Regions from separate parts of the Mus musculus genome. Here all the other regions are linked to region 3. Evidence: chromatin contacts called from public HiChIP or PLAC-seq data. All regions are on one chromosome and are shown on one strand. Each heading gives the region's core, a stretch centred on a gene start, on an enhancer-like site or on the middle of the called end of the contact. The rest is flanking DNA. Distances are from core to core; before and after follow the strand shown.

What was found. HiChIP or PLAC-seq counts read pairs in DNA pulled down with a chosen protein or histone mark.
Region 1: a contact with region 3 is called in an H3K27ac HiChIP or PLAC-seq map of trophoblast stem cells, with 13 read pairs. The contact joins the enhancer-like site here to the promoter of Ndfip2 in region 3. A contact is called at or near these places in 2 of 39 promoter capture datasets (neutrophils and pre-B cells) and 4 of 115 datasets of contacts at active chromatin or transcription factors (bone marrow-derived macrophages, embryonic stem cells, epiblast stem cells and 1 more).
Region 2: a contact with region 3 is called in an H3K4me3 HiChIP or PLAC-seq map of bone marrow-derived macrophages, with 3 times the contacts expected there. The contact joins the enhancer-like site here to the promoter of Ndfip2 in region 3. A contact is called at or near these places in 2 of 39 promoter capture datasets (the 3T3-L1 cell line and stem cell-derived epiblast-like cells) and 8 of 115 datasets of contacts at active chromatin or transcription factors (acute myeloid leukemia, bone marrow-derived macrophages, embryonic forebrain and 3 more).

Annotation. Positions count from the first base shown.
Region 1 is chr14:105,858,554-105,863,261 of GRCm38.p6, reverse strand. No RefSeq gene overlaps it. Among named protein-coding and RNA genes, the nearest start is that of Spry2, 36 kb to the left of the region's middle. Within about 2 kb of position 2,166, at least 34 of the 459 cell types and tissues checked have an H3K27ac peak or open chromatin away from gene starts, as enhancers often do. A contact at or near this core is called in embryonic stem cells, epiblast stem cells and trophoblast stem cells, where this site is marked.
Region 2 is chr14:105,920,819-105,925,333 of GRCm38.p6, reverse strand. No RefSeq gene overlaps it. Among named protein-coding and RNA genes, the nearest start is that of Spry2, 26 kb to the right of the region's middle. Within about 2 kb of position 2,188, at least 135 of the 459 cell types and tissues checked have an H3K27ac peak or open chromatin away from gene starts, as enhancers often do. A contact at or near this core is called in acute myeloid leukemia, bone marrow-derived macrophages, pancreatic cancer cells and 1 more, where this site is marked.
Region 3 is chr14:105,257,063-105,261,973 of GRCm38.p6, reverse strand. It overlaps Ndfip2 (Nedd4 family interacting protein 2), which reads right to left and starts at 3,351. Exons shown (of 8, transcript NM_029561.5): 1 at 2,972-3,351. The coding sequence starts at 3,301.

The DNA of each region.
Region 1 (4,708 bases), core at 917-3,416, 600 kb before region 3:
AATAGCATATGGACTTTAAAACTAGGATTGGTTTTTTAAAATTAGAAAATATGGTTATTGGACCACCCCACCCCCAGCTTTGAGGTAGAGGTTGCCCAAGGTGGTCTCAAATTTCTAGGTTCAAATGATTCTTCTACCCTTGGTTTCTGAGTTGCTGAACAGCAGGCCAGGAAATGGACGCTTATTTAATTTAAAAGCAAATCAAGTACTAAAGATGCAGCTCCTTGCCTAGCATGCATGAGGAGAACAAGATTTAAATGTTCACCTTTGTATCATGCAAGAGTTTCAGATCTAATAAAATGCACTATTGTAGTAGAAGCCTGTGTTACCAGGGAAATTAGAGTTCTCTCTTTGGAGTTCTTGGTTTTGTTAGTAAAAGAATTTAAAAACAGACTCAAAAGTAAGTTCGGGGACAATATTATTACTGAAGTTTCCAAGAAAACCAACGGGACAGAAAAACTATTAATCTTGGCAAACTCTGGGAAAGGGGAAAGAAGAGGAAAAGAAAGCCATTTCTGTGGCGTTAGGGTCCAAGAAACAGAGTAGAGCTGCCAAACGGCCCCAAGGCAGGCGGGCAGCCGCTTGGAAAAAGGCAGCGGGGGGTGGGGGAGACCTTTAGAGAAGGAAGGAGAAGGCCCAGAGGGTCAGCAAGAGCATTCCCAGACTTTAGCAGTATCCTGAAGAAAAAGAGATAGAGACGAAGGAAAGGGAAGTTATGTTTCTCGCCCCTCCGTGCTACAAGACGGAAGTTCTGCAATGCTGCACAGGGGACAGAAGGCCTTTAGGGGAGGACAGGCATGCTGTCTCACCAACTCAGAAATTATCCCTTCCACCTTCCGGTGAGTCAGCTCTCTTGGTGGCTTGGAGACCTGACCAGGTGACTGACACACCCAGATGCACTATCTCTCTTAAGGGAGGAGACAATGGCATGCAGTATTTCTATCTTTGGAGCAGATCGGAATGCTTTGTCTCCACTCTGGGCGAGCGGTAGCTTATTCTTTCAGACTGGACTAGCGGTTTAGAGGGAGGCCAAGCGGATTTTACTTGGTTGGGATTTCCCGGGAAGCCGGAGGTGTGTTCCAAAGCTGACAGTGAGGTGGAGGTCAGGCCCAAGGCTATTCCGACGTTCTGATCTCAAGAATGGAGACGCGAAAATCATTTAAGAAGCAGAATAGAAACAGTCCTGGCATTTCCCCTTCAGCCAGGATAGGACAAAGTGCATTTTTGGTTTCTGGTTAAGGATACCAATGCAGGAGCCCACCGTAAACCGCCTGTATGCGTTTATCTCCTGTAGTCCCCACTCGGATCTTTAGGTCACTTTGTACTCTGTGTTGTGCTATCAAGTTCCTTATTGACTTACAATAGAGCATCTTCTTCCTTTGAGCTTCTTTTAATCACTGGGGCATCGTTGTTAAATGTTCATATTTTAGTCTCTGAAAGTGTATTACTTCCTACCATATCTGCCTACAGTATTACTTCCTGGGAATCAAAACTGCATATCTAAACCTTCAACAATCTACGACATTTGTTTGGCCATTGATGCCAATACTAGTAAAAAAGACATGGTGAGGAGCTGGTCAGATGGCTCAGTGGTTAAGAGTGCCGACTGCTCTTCCGAAGGTCCTGAGTTCAAATCCCAGCAACCACATGGTGGCTCACAACCATTCGTAACAAAATCTGATGCCCTTTTCTGGAGTTTCTGCAGACAGCTACAGTGTACTTACATATAATAAATAAATCTTAAAAAAAAAGATATGGTGAGTCTATTGTTGGATAGTATTAAAGTAAATCTAAACAAAAAATAAGATTGACATTTTCAGGCAAATTGCCCAAGCCAGAATTCAGGTAAATAGAATCATTGGAATCCCAAGTTGGCACCTGGGTTAAATCATAACTAAAAGAAGAAAATGCACTAGAAGGTAATGTGAACTTCATTATTTAGGAACAAGTTCTGATAAAAGATTCAGTGTCACAGAGATAGAGATAGTACCTGGAGGATAAAGAGTTAAGGAAGTGGTTTTAAATGACAAAAGCGGGACACTCTCTCCCACTACTGAACTTTGCTTTGAGCACACTGGACTTGGGCTTTCTCCGCCACTCGCTCCAGATCCACACCCCTGGGAGGAGCTTAACTGATTATCTCACACCTGTGTGTCTTGTTGATAAGCTTCCTGCTCCCTAGGGGAGCGGGGAAAGGAAACACCCCAGGGTGGGAATCTAGAGAAAGGGTCACACGGGGCGGGGTTGCTGAATTTTAACTTTGAATGACCTCTGTAAAGCATCTGAAAAGACTTTCTGATAATGAGAAATAGGGAAATCTGTGAAAACCTGTGATTTGTGACTGGGTGCTTGCCTAGCTGGAGTGAGGTATTGAGTTCCATCCACCACACATACATACATACACACACACACACACACACACACACACACACACACACACACACTCACACTCACACTCACACACACAGTGGATGCTTGAGGGTGAACCTTTTAAGTCGTCAGTGATACAAATTTTTAATGTTTAGGGCTGGAGAAGGAAAGAGGAGAAAACCGGAATATTTTATCACAGTAGAGTACTCTGTTCTCCATCATTAATAGAATTTGTGAACCAAAAATGTTCACAGAAAAATTATTTTAATTGCAATACTCTTATTAGGAAATCTTTGTGGGTTTACAGGTAGTGGTGCTCTCTTTATTTGGCTCCACCCTCCGCTTTGTTCTGTTTCTGAGGGCACACAACTCAATCCAACAAAATGAATGGACCGCTTCTGATCTTCCCTTTGTAAGGCGAAATACAGTGTGTTCTCATATTCATTAAGTAAAGAGCAGCGCATAGAAGACAGGTCCCTATGAGTAATGCACACCATTATTAATGGTGGTTGTAGTCTAGCTTTTGTTTTAAGAGAATGCCAAAGACCTGCTGGCAGAAGCATAGCTGTGATCTTCTCTCAGGAGAGTTATACATTTCCCAGAGAGCCAGAGGAAATTTTAATGTTTTTCTCCAAGCTTTACCCAAATTCAACCTTCTAATATTCTACAATTCTATAATTCTACAGAAACGGATTAAGATGCAAACTCCTTTGAGTTCCAAAGGAGAGGGAGGGAGAAACTGGGGAAGCTGTCTTTCAGAATGTTACCCATCAGCTAGCAGTCCGGAAATGAAAGGTTAGACTAGAAATCTGAGGTCATTGTTCAAAGTCTGTATCCATTCCCTTGGCACTGATGGCTCAGATAAACTCTGCTGGGGTTCTTTTGTTTCTAATACTAGGCTAATTATAAGGCATGTAGTAACAAGTTTTTTAAATGCCTTAAGCAATTTTAGTTTTTTTTTTTTAAAGAGGAGGATTATTCTGTTATTATTAGCACAAAAATTGTTTAATTTACTCCCGAATTCTTCTCAACATTACTGAATAAAAAAATAAATAAATAAAAAGGAAAGGAACTTGACCAGTCCGGGCTTCAGCCCCAAGTGAATGGGAAAAACAAAACAAAACAAAAGAAAACAAAAAAGGCAAGGAAACCTGAGTACTCCTAGGTGTGGTGGAGGAGAAACTTCATTAGAGACTTGTGAGAGAGCATAGACAGAGGCAGGGACCCCTGGGAAAGTCCAGAGTGTACATGACCTTGAGCTGGGCCACGTGAAAGAGGGGATGGAGGAGGGAGGAGAGGAGGGGACCAGAAGGCCCACAGAAACAAAGACTTTAGGTAACCAAAATGGTTGAATTGCACTGGGAAGAGCAGCCCAGCCCCCTCTGCGGTAGCATTTACGGGAAGGGTGGGTGGGGTATGCCAGTCAGGAGGGCTGTGTGTCAGGAAGGGACTGAGGGATTAGAAGGGGGGGGGGGAATCAGTAGGCAGGTCCACTTTGATTTGTTAAATAGGCAGGTCCGCCTTTTGTCCAGGGTTTGAAACCTACCAATTTCTAAAGCCACTTATACCTACTGTTCTCCTAAACTTTGTTGATTTTATCTTAAGAATGTGAGCTTGCTAAGTTCATTTTAAAATACAAATGCATATGTTACATATGCAAATACCCAACCACTACAAAAACAGGAAGGTAGAAGTCTCCGTTATCCCTGCAGTCTTCACGAGTCCTCCCAGAGGGTAAGGATCTACTTACAGCTCAATGGTACAATCCTTGCCTCGTGCACGCAAAAGCCCAGGGTGTGGTCTTTGCTCACCGCAGGAACTAAGGCCTATCTTTTATCTCTTTTACTGTTTATTTTGTTATTTGCTTCATGCATGTTTGTTAATATACTTTGTGCCAAGTTCTGTCAGAACCAGAGATGCCTGTATCTCAGGCATGCTGGGATTACAAACCTGAGTGAATACCTTTGCTCTATGCAGTGCTGAGGGCTGAACTCAGAGATCCCTGAATGCTAAGCAACACTCTGGCCAACTAAGTCACAGTGTGCCTTAATTATTAATTAATTAATTACAGGGTCTCACTATGTGTAACCCTGGCCTGGAACTTTCTTTTCTTTCCTTCTTTTTAAATCTTTGTGTTTTTGTTGTTGTTGTTGCTGTTGTTGTTGTTTTTGTTTTGTTTTGTTTTTTACTTAGATATTTTCTTTATTTACAGGCCTGGAACTTTCTATACCTCCTGAATGCTGAGATCACACTCTAAGAGAAAATTCAGAAAACTGAGTAATGTTTGGTCATCCAAGGAGACTTCATTAGTATTTGTGAAAATGAGCAATTACACTTT
Region 2 (4,515 bases), core at 939-3,438, 660 kb before region 3:
TAGTTATACAAGGTTATCTTTAACAAAAAAAAAATTTTTTTCAACAAAATAAAATTGTTGTATTTTGAACTGGGCATGGCGATACACACCTGTAATCCCAGTACTTAGGAGGCCGAGACCAGCATGGCCTATATAGTGAGACTGTACCCAAACAGAGGAAAATATGGGGGAGAAATAATTGCTACATTTTATGCTCTACTTAACATAAGAAAGGAAATTCACTTAAAATATGACAGTAATCTAGGCCTGCTTCAGCATCACTACTAAATATTAGGGGAAATGTTACCAACTAACCTAAAACTTTCTGTCAGGAGAAACGTCTCTGTCAAAACAATATGTAAAACACACACAAAAATCAGAATTTTCTTTGCTATTATTCTATCCTCCCAAACTGTCCCAGTAGAGCCAGCAGAGGGAGCACAACCATTGTGGGTTTGAATGTGTGCCTTTAAAAAAAAAAAAAAAAAAAAAAAAGCCTTTTCTCCTGGATTTTCAGATCCTTTATCATGATTGACAAAAATGATAAATCACAAATATTATTTGCCACTGGTAAATTGTCTCAAAAGTCACTTTTATTGAACAAGTGTCAAAACATTTTCTTTATTCACATTTTAGTTAAAAAAAAAAAAAAGTAATGCATGTCTGGTATAAAGGCGAAACAAACCCGGGGGAAAAATGCTTACAAAGTTAATAATCTACCTTCTATTCTGATCCATATTATGAACAGACTGGAATGTGTCTTATAACTTATTTTTAAAAAGTATATGTATATGTGAATATATGTCCTATGTGGATCATCTCTGAGTGTTTCCTACCCAATATCGAATAACGTCTTTGGGAGGAAAAATGAAATAAGCACAACGTTAGGACACGTAGTATAAGTACTTCCTGTGCAGAGCTCAGGAGTTCAGCCCTGCCGTGCAGGTGCTGCGGTCCACATGGAAACGGTGCGCATGCGTGATGCATGGGGAGCCCGTGTGCAGGTCCCTTCCTGAGATGTCATGAGGAAGACGAGGTAAACTGATTTCTAAGTCACGATTGATATTGCTAGTGTCTTCATAACACAAGATAGCAGCAATAAACTCAACCGCTTAAAGGGGGATTTTTTTTGTTACGTGAAATTAAAATACATTCTCGAATTTTTGGAATATTTTATAAATTCTAATGCAATGGAATGATCCAGTGTTTCTCTCCCAGGTGCACTGAGCCTACTTTCATTGTTTAACCAAAGGAAGGTAAAGGCTACAGGTATAGATATGATACTTTCTCCCACACAACAGGAAGAATCTTTCAATTTCTCGATGGTTTCCATCCTGTCCAATCCCTTTGCAAAGAGCTCCGGATAAATACGCATCCTAGGATATAAAGACACCAAAGTCCAGAGACCCTGCTTGCCAACGCTACCTCTGTGAATTCATTTCTGAACCCAGGGAATTTGCTGAAGCCAACACACCATGACTTGCTATGCAGTCCCATCACTCAGTTGATCTCCTTATTTGTCTCGGTGCCTACTAGACACGTTCTTGACTAATGCCAGTTGCTGTTGAACTTTGACCCCATATAAGTGTTAAGGTCTCCCACGTAGAAGAAGGAAATCTGCAGGAAGAGGATGGTGATGTGGGCAAATAATAACAATAACAACAACAATAATAATAGGGGAAACTGGAAGGATGACGGAAGGGAAGACCTTATTTACATGACTACAACATATTCTTTTTGGAGGTAAAGAATGTAATTAGTGAGCTGTGATTTCCTTCCCATCTCCTGAGAACAGAAAAGACCGTCTGTCTCTTGTGGTGGTTGTAATTTGCGTTTCGTTATGTTTTCTTTGCTAAGGGCTTTCAATGTTCAGAAAAATGTTCGAGTTACTGCACTTTGTAATAAAGTAAGAGGACACAGCACCGCGGTCCTCATTCCTCATTGACACAAACCAAGGAACGGGATGTCCAAAGCCTGGCTCAATGTCACAGGAAAGGCTGTTGCCGAAGTAGAGGTGGGCCCCCCCCCCCCCCCCCGAGAGCCCTTTAGGTTATCCACAAAATCAACACAAGCAGTCTAGATTTGTTATCTCGCCCCTTTCTGTCTCAGGCTGAGTGACAAAGAGTGCTTGGTGAGATACTGAGTAAGACTGACAACACAGGAAGTCCATTCTGGGGGCAAGCTGTGTGAGTGGCAGCCAAGCAGGAGGCCAGGAGGCAAGTCTGCGCACAGCTCCTTTCTCCCTAGCTCACCCCTACATGTGGCCCAGAGGCCGCAGTGATCCAGAAAAGGAGATGCTAAGGCCACGGAGGTTCCAGCTGCTTTGAAATTCACCGAACCAGTCCATTTCTAAGCATCTGTTAGCAAGAGGAAGCTGTGACTCAATGGGGGTGAAATGAGTCATCTAGACGACAGAGCCCTCGACATTTCCAAGTCGTTTGTGTGTTAATTCACAGATAATTTATATCCTTATTTATAAACTATGTTTAGAAACCGTCCAAGCGTTCAAGGAATCCTTTCTGACACAGTAGTGTGTTCAGTAAATCCAGTTCTTTCAAACATGTTAATACAGTTCTCAAGAATTCCTCCTAGATAGATCACATTTGAGCCTCAAATGTTGAACCTGAGGAGAAGTTATATCCAAACAGTCTCAGAGTGAACAACGGCCATAGGAGGAAGAGCTATTCATATGGAAACCACACCCACTGCTGAACTCACTGTTAAAACAGTCCGGGGGGACACTGTGAGTGTACAAAGTACACTGACCTAACCATGTGGCACAAACTTTGACTTATTTGTGCTACCACAGCAGTGTACTTCCCTGCAAATACAACAACAGTGATTCTACTGCAAACGGAATTTCACCGTCTTCCTGTAGACATGCCTTTCATGACAAGCATCTAGTCACGGATAACCTCTAACCAAATCAGGAAGAAAAAGAAATTCATCGGTAATTAGACACTAAACATCCCACTACTCCATCCATCATTTCTCCTCTACTACTGAATCATGACAAACGATACTTCTAAACAATGATAGTAATCAAGGTATGTTGTACAATGGGATATTAATAACCTTAGAATTAATTTTAAGATGAGCTGCTTATGTTTAAATGATTTGAAATATATATAGTATGTAAAAATCAGAGGCCCTAAAGTATGTTTCTTTCTTAACTCTTATTGTATACAAGATATGAAAACCCTAATTTCTAGGAAGGCATTCTATGATTTATTAGAAAATATCTTGTCATATTTTTAAAAATTTTTAGAATAACTTCTATTATGGTTCTCATTAAAAATGGATCCTTTTCTCAATACTAGCTATTTATAAAACAAAGAAACACACTAATCATTACAGAAGAGAATTCTTTTTATATCCTGTGTCCCTTACAGATGTTTAATCATTGGCAAAGAAATCAGAGGCTAGCTGCTCTTATCTGGAGAGTAAACATATCCAAGGAGGAAGATAGACACACAAGGACCCCCAAAGAGACTGAAAAGTTGCAAATTGTTTTTTCTGAAGAGAAAAGATCTCCTCTATGGTGGCAAAGACTCTAGCATGGAGTTCCTAAATCAAGAGACTGAAGAAAAACTACTGGTCTCATCAAAACTCCAAAAAAAAAAAAAAAAAAAAAAAAAAAAACGGGCTCTCAGAAGAAACAAATGCGGTAACATCCGAAGCCCCCATCAAATTGCTGCAGAACCTTAGAAAAGAACTGGTACCTGTAAAATCATTGAGCCAATGGACCAATGCTTTAGAAACTGCCCCCACCCCCACCCCACCCCCACCCCCGTCATCTTCCTTTCAAAAACAGGGAGAACCGGATAAGGGCCATTTGTTGCAACAAACGGATTGCAAAAATAAACGTTTAAATAAGTGGGGGGGGGGGGGAGGCCAATGGACGTCTAGCATTATAAAGAGGAGTGTTTAGCTTTTAAATCATCCAAACTGCTTTGCCAAATTTTGACATGCTTGGTTTCCTGTAGTTAAAAAAAAAAAAAATGAAAAAAATGAAATCTCTCTCTCTCTCTCTCTCTCTCTCTGCTTTGAAAAAAAAAGTGAGGAAAAATAAGCAGCTGTTCCTTGTATAGTTCAGGAAACGAGTTTGATTTATTACTTTAAGGTTATTTTTGAATGAGCTGCCCGTGGCAGGCAGAGCGCAGAAGTCACTGAGGCCTGTCCACTTGAAGGGCTCAAACTGTTTCCCGAACAGCCCTCCTTCACTCCTCACCTCTGAGGGCCATTATTGACAACGTGTGACTGGGGCCTTCCAGGATTCTAAAACAGCAGGGGTCCCGGCTAAACAATCGGGCTGCCAATTACCTTTTCCCCTGTTGTGAAAGAGGGGCCCAGGACAAAGCAACTTCTCAGCGGGGTGCTGTGCAGCTCGGAGTTTCTAACCCACTCTTGCCCAGCTCAGCATTGAAAACCCAGTAAATGGTTGGTGCCTTCACTTTTGTCTGTGTGTGTCAGTCCGAACCAGAATTGCCGTAAGGTGAGAGCATCTCCCAGGGACCGGTTTCAAATGCTCTCCAG
Region 3 (4,911 bases), core at 2,102-4,601:
TCTAAGCTACTCTCTACTAAAGAATTTCTCACTATGTGAGGAGGTTAGATGTAGTCCAAGAAGTCCTATTATTGGCATTCTAGTATATAGTTTAGGAAACTACTGCTAATTGTATAACACTGCCGATTTAGTTATTGAAAAAATACCTTTTAAACCTTAGTAGTCACCTTGTTGTGGGTCCATGAGCCTTCAAAGTAGATACCAGCAAAGCAGAATGCAAGCTGCAGTGGCAGATGCAGAGCAAGTTAGCTAGGCAGTGTGGCGCATCGCTCTTTTCCTATCAAGCACAACTCAATCTCCCAAAACACACTGAAAGTAAACACCATGCCTCATCTTTTTTTTTTTCTGAAATTAGAAAATTAGCAAGACATTGTAGCTGTACATGTTGTCTATTGTTGTGGATTTCTAGCAATGAATAGGGAATGGGGTGGGGGGACATTATTATAGCCAGGGATGGTGATGTGTGGCTGTTAGCCTAGTGGGAAGCTGAGGCAGGAGGATCATGAGCTCCTTGGCTACTCGATGGTTGAATGCTTATCCAGAATGTGCACAGGCCAGTCTGGCTAAAAATAATAGTCATCCAGATGTGGACACAGCCTGGAGGCCCAGCCACAGATAAATGGACAAAGAAAATGTATAGATACATGAGGATGTTTTATTCAGCTGAAAAGAATGAACATTCTTAGGAAACAGGAAAACAGATGGAACTGGGGTGGGAAGGGACACAATATGTTAAGTGAAATAAGCCAGATTCAGAGAGAAAAAGGCATGTTTTCTATCCTAAGAGGAAATGTAGATTTAAATTTATATATACATACGTATGCATATGTAGGACACGAAAGTACAAAAAGGACTTATAAAATCCAACACTTAATATGTTGGCTAAAGCAATAATAAAAGAATAAACCCTTTGGATACCCTAAAGAAAAGAAAATGTCCTGGATAAACTGTATACGTGGATTAAAGACAGTAAGCCATTCTGATCACCAGGCATCACCAGTATGCAGAGCTGAGTTTTAGCTCTTTAAATAAGAGTAAATCCACACAGCACAGTGTTTCTCACCCCTATGTACAGTTCCCTATCTCCTGACCTCATCATCGCTAACAAAGTTGTTTACTGCTCCAGTTTATTAATCATTCTAGAGTTTCAAAATAAGGCCTGACCTAAAGGTAGCCATAAAACAGGCATGCCCATTACATAAGCTAAGCTTCCAGACTGAACCCCAGCTACCGAGTCTACGCAAAACTCAAACTCAGTTGTATCTATGCCGTTTTCCCAGACAAAGCTACTCGCAAAAAAAAAAGGGAGGAGGGCAGTTTATCATCCTAAACACACGAACTTACTATGTAACCACAAAAGTAAAAGAATGAAAATACAAATTTAGACTATAATAAAATTCTCCAATGCTTCTCCCCATAAAAAATAATATTCTATCTAAAAGAAATAATTTATTTAGAATGACTGATTTCTGCCCTCTGCCCTTACAGAGTGGCTCCACCCACTCAAAGTCTTTATAGGACACAGCTTCAGTTTTGAAGGGAAAAAAATGTAGTATTTTATACCTTCTTTCAAAGTTTAGACAAAAGTAAACTCCAACATTATCTGAAGAGATTTTGAGAGAAAAAAATAGTCTCAACTAGTTACCTCCATCAAAAGCAAAAGAGACAATATAATAAATTAAAACTATTAACACTATTTTAAGTATCATCCATGGTTGAGCCCAATAAGGAAAAGCAACCCAAAGAAAGAATTCAAATCAAATTATATCACTTAGAGACACAAACAGAAGTGGGTAAGATTTGAGAAGTAAAACAAGTATCAATGATAAAATTACGTGGCTTTTTTTTTTTTTGCAAACACTTAGAAAGGGAACAATGTCTTTTAAAAAATATAAAGTTACCCAAAGCTGACAACTTGAAAAGCACCTTCAATAAACTGGCAAGATTTCTATTTCCTAAGCCATTCTGAAAATGTTGATAATTTTCAGAAAGTTCATAATCTAAATCACCTGGCCATGCTATAGCAAATAGACACAAATGACAGAGAATTCTTACCAAAGAAAAAATGAAAATTTAAGTCTCTACCACAATCCTTCAGATTTGTCAAAAGGCACAACACACATGCAGACAGACAGAAAAGATGACATATAGGACTAACTGTGCAATCTTATAAACCCGACACGCAATAGCAACAATATGCACAAATGCTTTTCTTCTCTCCCCCCGTAACTATGTTCCACTAAATTATCTAAAAGTTTATAAGTGAAAACGCAATAAAGTAAATATTGCTGACAATGCTATTCACAATATTTATCTCCAATGACATCACTAAAACACACAGGGTGTAAAATACAGAGATTCTGACAAAGAAAATACAGGGCGCATTTCACTCATTAAGCATAGCTGGTGGTTTACATACTTGAGTGATTTTAAAACTCTGTATTAAATGAAAACTATTTCATTTCAAACAAGGTTTGATTTTTTTTTCTAATAAAGCGCTGCACACACGAACACAGGCAAAGCAGGAACAGATTTAAAAAAAAAAGAAAAAAAAAACGATCACTGTAATACTAACACAATGGAAAAGGGCAAAATGACAAGGTTAACTAGAAGAGAGGCACCTTCCCCATCACAGCTCTTCTCTACCCCTCACGCCGGTTGTAGCCCTGCTGCACCCCACTCTATAACCTCACACAATTCAGGCCACCGGTCGGGTCGACTCCCTGACAGGTACCTGCACCCTGCCCCGCCGCAGGGGGACACCACTCACTGCTCACGGGTGTGTGAGTCAGGGAAGAAGGAGGGGAAAGAAAGCCAGCCGGGGTGAGTCGGGGAGCGTCGCCGGGGAGGGGGCTCGGCGGGGCGCTGGCCGTCGACTGCGGCCGGGGGCTGGCGGAGAGGTGGGCTGGGCGGGAAGGGGCCCGCCGGGACGCCCCGAGGCCAGCGTCCTCCCCGGGGCCCGCGCACTCACCACCTGGTAGCGACCAGTCCCCAGCTGGTGGTGATCCATCCTGCCCGCCTCGGGGTCCGGCTTCCGAGCGGGCGTGTCCCCTCGGCGCTCAGCTCCCTCGGCCTCCCGGGTCGACGTCGTCGCCGCCGCCGCCGCAGAGCCTCTTCCGCCGCCTCGGGTTCTGCCGCCGAGGTCGCCTGGCGGGGCCGCTTCACTTCCTGTCGCTCCCTCGGCTCCAGCGGAGAGCTCCGCGTCGCTCGCCGATCGGCGCCGGAGCTCCGGGGAGCCGCGCGCGCTACTGAGCATGCTCGGCGCGGACGCGCATGCTCTCTGGCTCCGCCGGCGTCCCATCCGCCGCCCGGCTCCGGAGGTGTCCCTAGGTGGGAGGAGATGGAAGAGTCAGGCAAGTCCCCGGGAGCCCTCTAGGTTGTCATCTAGTCGACAGTGGGCGGTGGCAACCGAAGCGGAAAAGAAAAAAAAAAAAAAAATCGTCCCACTTGATTGGATTTTCCTGTGAGGGCAGGTTTCACTGTGGGGCGAGAGGATGCATCGTCACTGCGGAGGGTGGAGGCGCTGCATTCCTAGAGCACCTGAGGACAGGTCGCCCTTTTATTAGTCCCCAGCCTAGAGCATCTCAAAGAGATCCATCTCAGGACAGGCCTAAAAAGGCGCTCATTCGAAATCATTAATGAGGTAATGAATTACCAAATACCAGGGACATATACATATACAAAGACCACATATACATATATAAAATCAGCTTTAAAGTCACAGTAAAATTTCGAGGAAGGAAAAAAAAAAGACAGTCTTGCTTCTGAGCACGCGTAGCCTTCCTCAGTAGAACAGCTCATTTGTGACAAATGTTAAACCCATTTGACAGCGTACCATTGTCAATCACTTAGAATCCATAATAGATTGCATTGGAGTTCATTTTGAACATTGTACGTTGTAGGAGTTCTGACAAATATACCCTAACTATTATATATCATACTGAACAGTTTCATTACTCTGAAAATCCTGAATAGGGCTTTACCCTCCTCTTTCTTTTGCCCCCTTGTTTCTAAGAGATTTACAAATTCTTCAAACATATTCTGATGACATACAGAGAAAGAGGCCTTTAGAAATAGGAAATGGGAAGGACAGAAGAAAATAATGAAGTGAGGTAGGATTTTTGTGTGTGTGCTAATAATACTCAGATATTCCTAAGATAATGGTAAAGAATCAGTTTTTGTGGCGCATCATAATACCCTGTGACACCTCTCTCTCCTCTCCTCTCCTCTCCTCCCTCCTTCTTTCTCCTTCTTTCTTCTTCCTTCTTCTTTTTCTTTCTTCTTCCTTCTTTTTCTTTCTCTTTTTCTCCTTTTTCTTCTCCTTTTTCTTTCTTTTCTTTTTCTTTTCTTCTTTTCCTTTTCTTCTTCTTCTCCTTTTCTTCTTCATCTTCGTCTTTGTCTTCTTCTTCCTCCTCCTCCTCCTCCTCCTCCTTCTTCTTCTTCTTTTCTCTCTCTCTCTCTCTCTCTCTCTCTCTCTCTCTCTCTCTCTCTCTCTCTCTCGGCACAGAGCATGTTTCTCTAACAATTAGAAGACTATGGCAGACCAGCAAAAGGTACCTTTTAACCCAAACATCTGCTTCTTGTACCCTGAGATCTGTGGCCCTACTCGATCTGGCCCAACTGTTCTTTTTAAGATAATCAAGCCCTTTCCCCATAACTGTTCTTACTATGGAGATCTCCTGGGGATCCGGGGAGGGAAACCTGGAGACCATCTCTCACTTTGCTTCATACATGTGCAGATGAGATTGCCGAAAGAAAGGAAGCCAGATGAGACTGGTACAACTGGCCAGATCCAACAAAGTTCAATAAACTTTGTATAGTTGTAGCTAGAAAAGTTAAGTCTTTCTGATATTTTTATTTTTCAGATGATTTATCAGATCTCTATTAGGATCATCTTAAAATATCTAATAT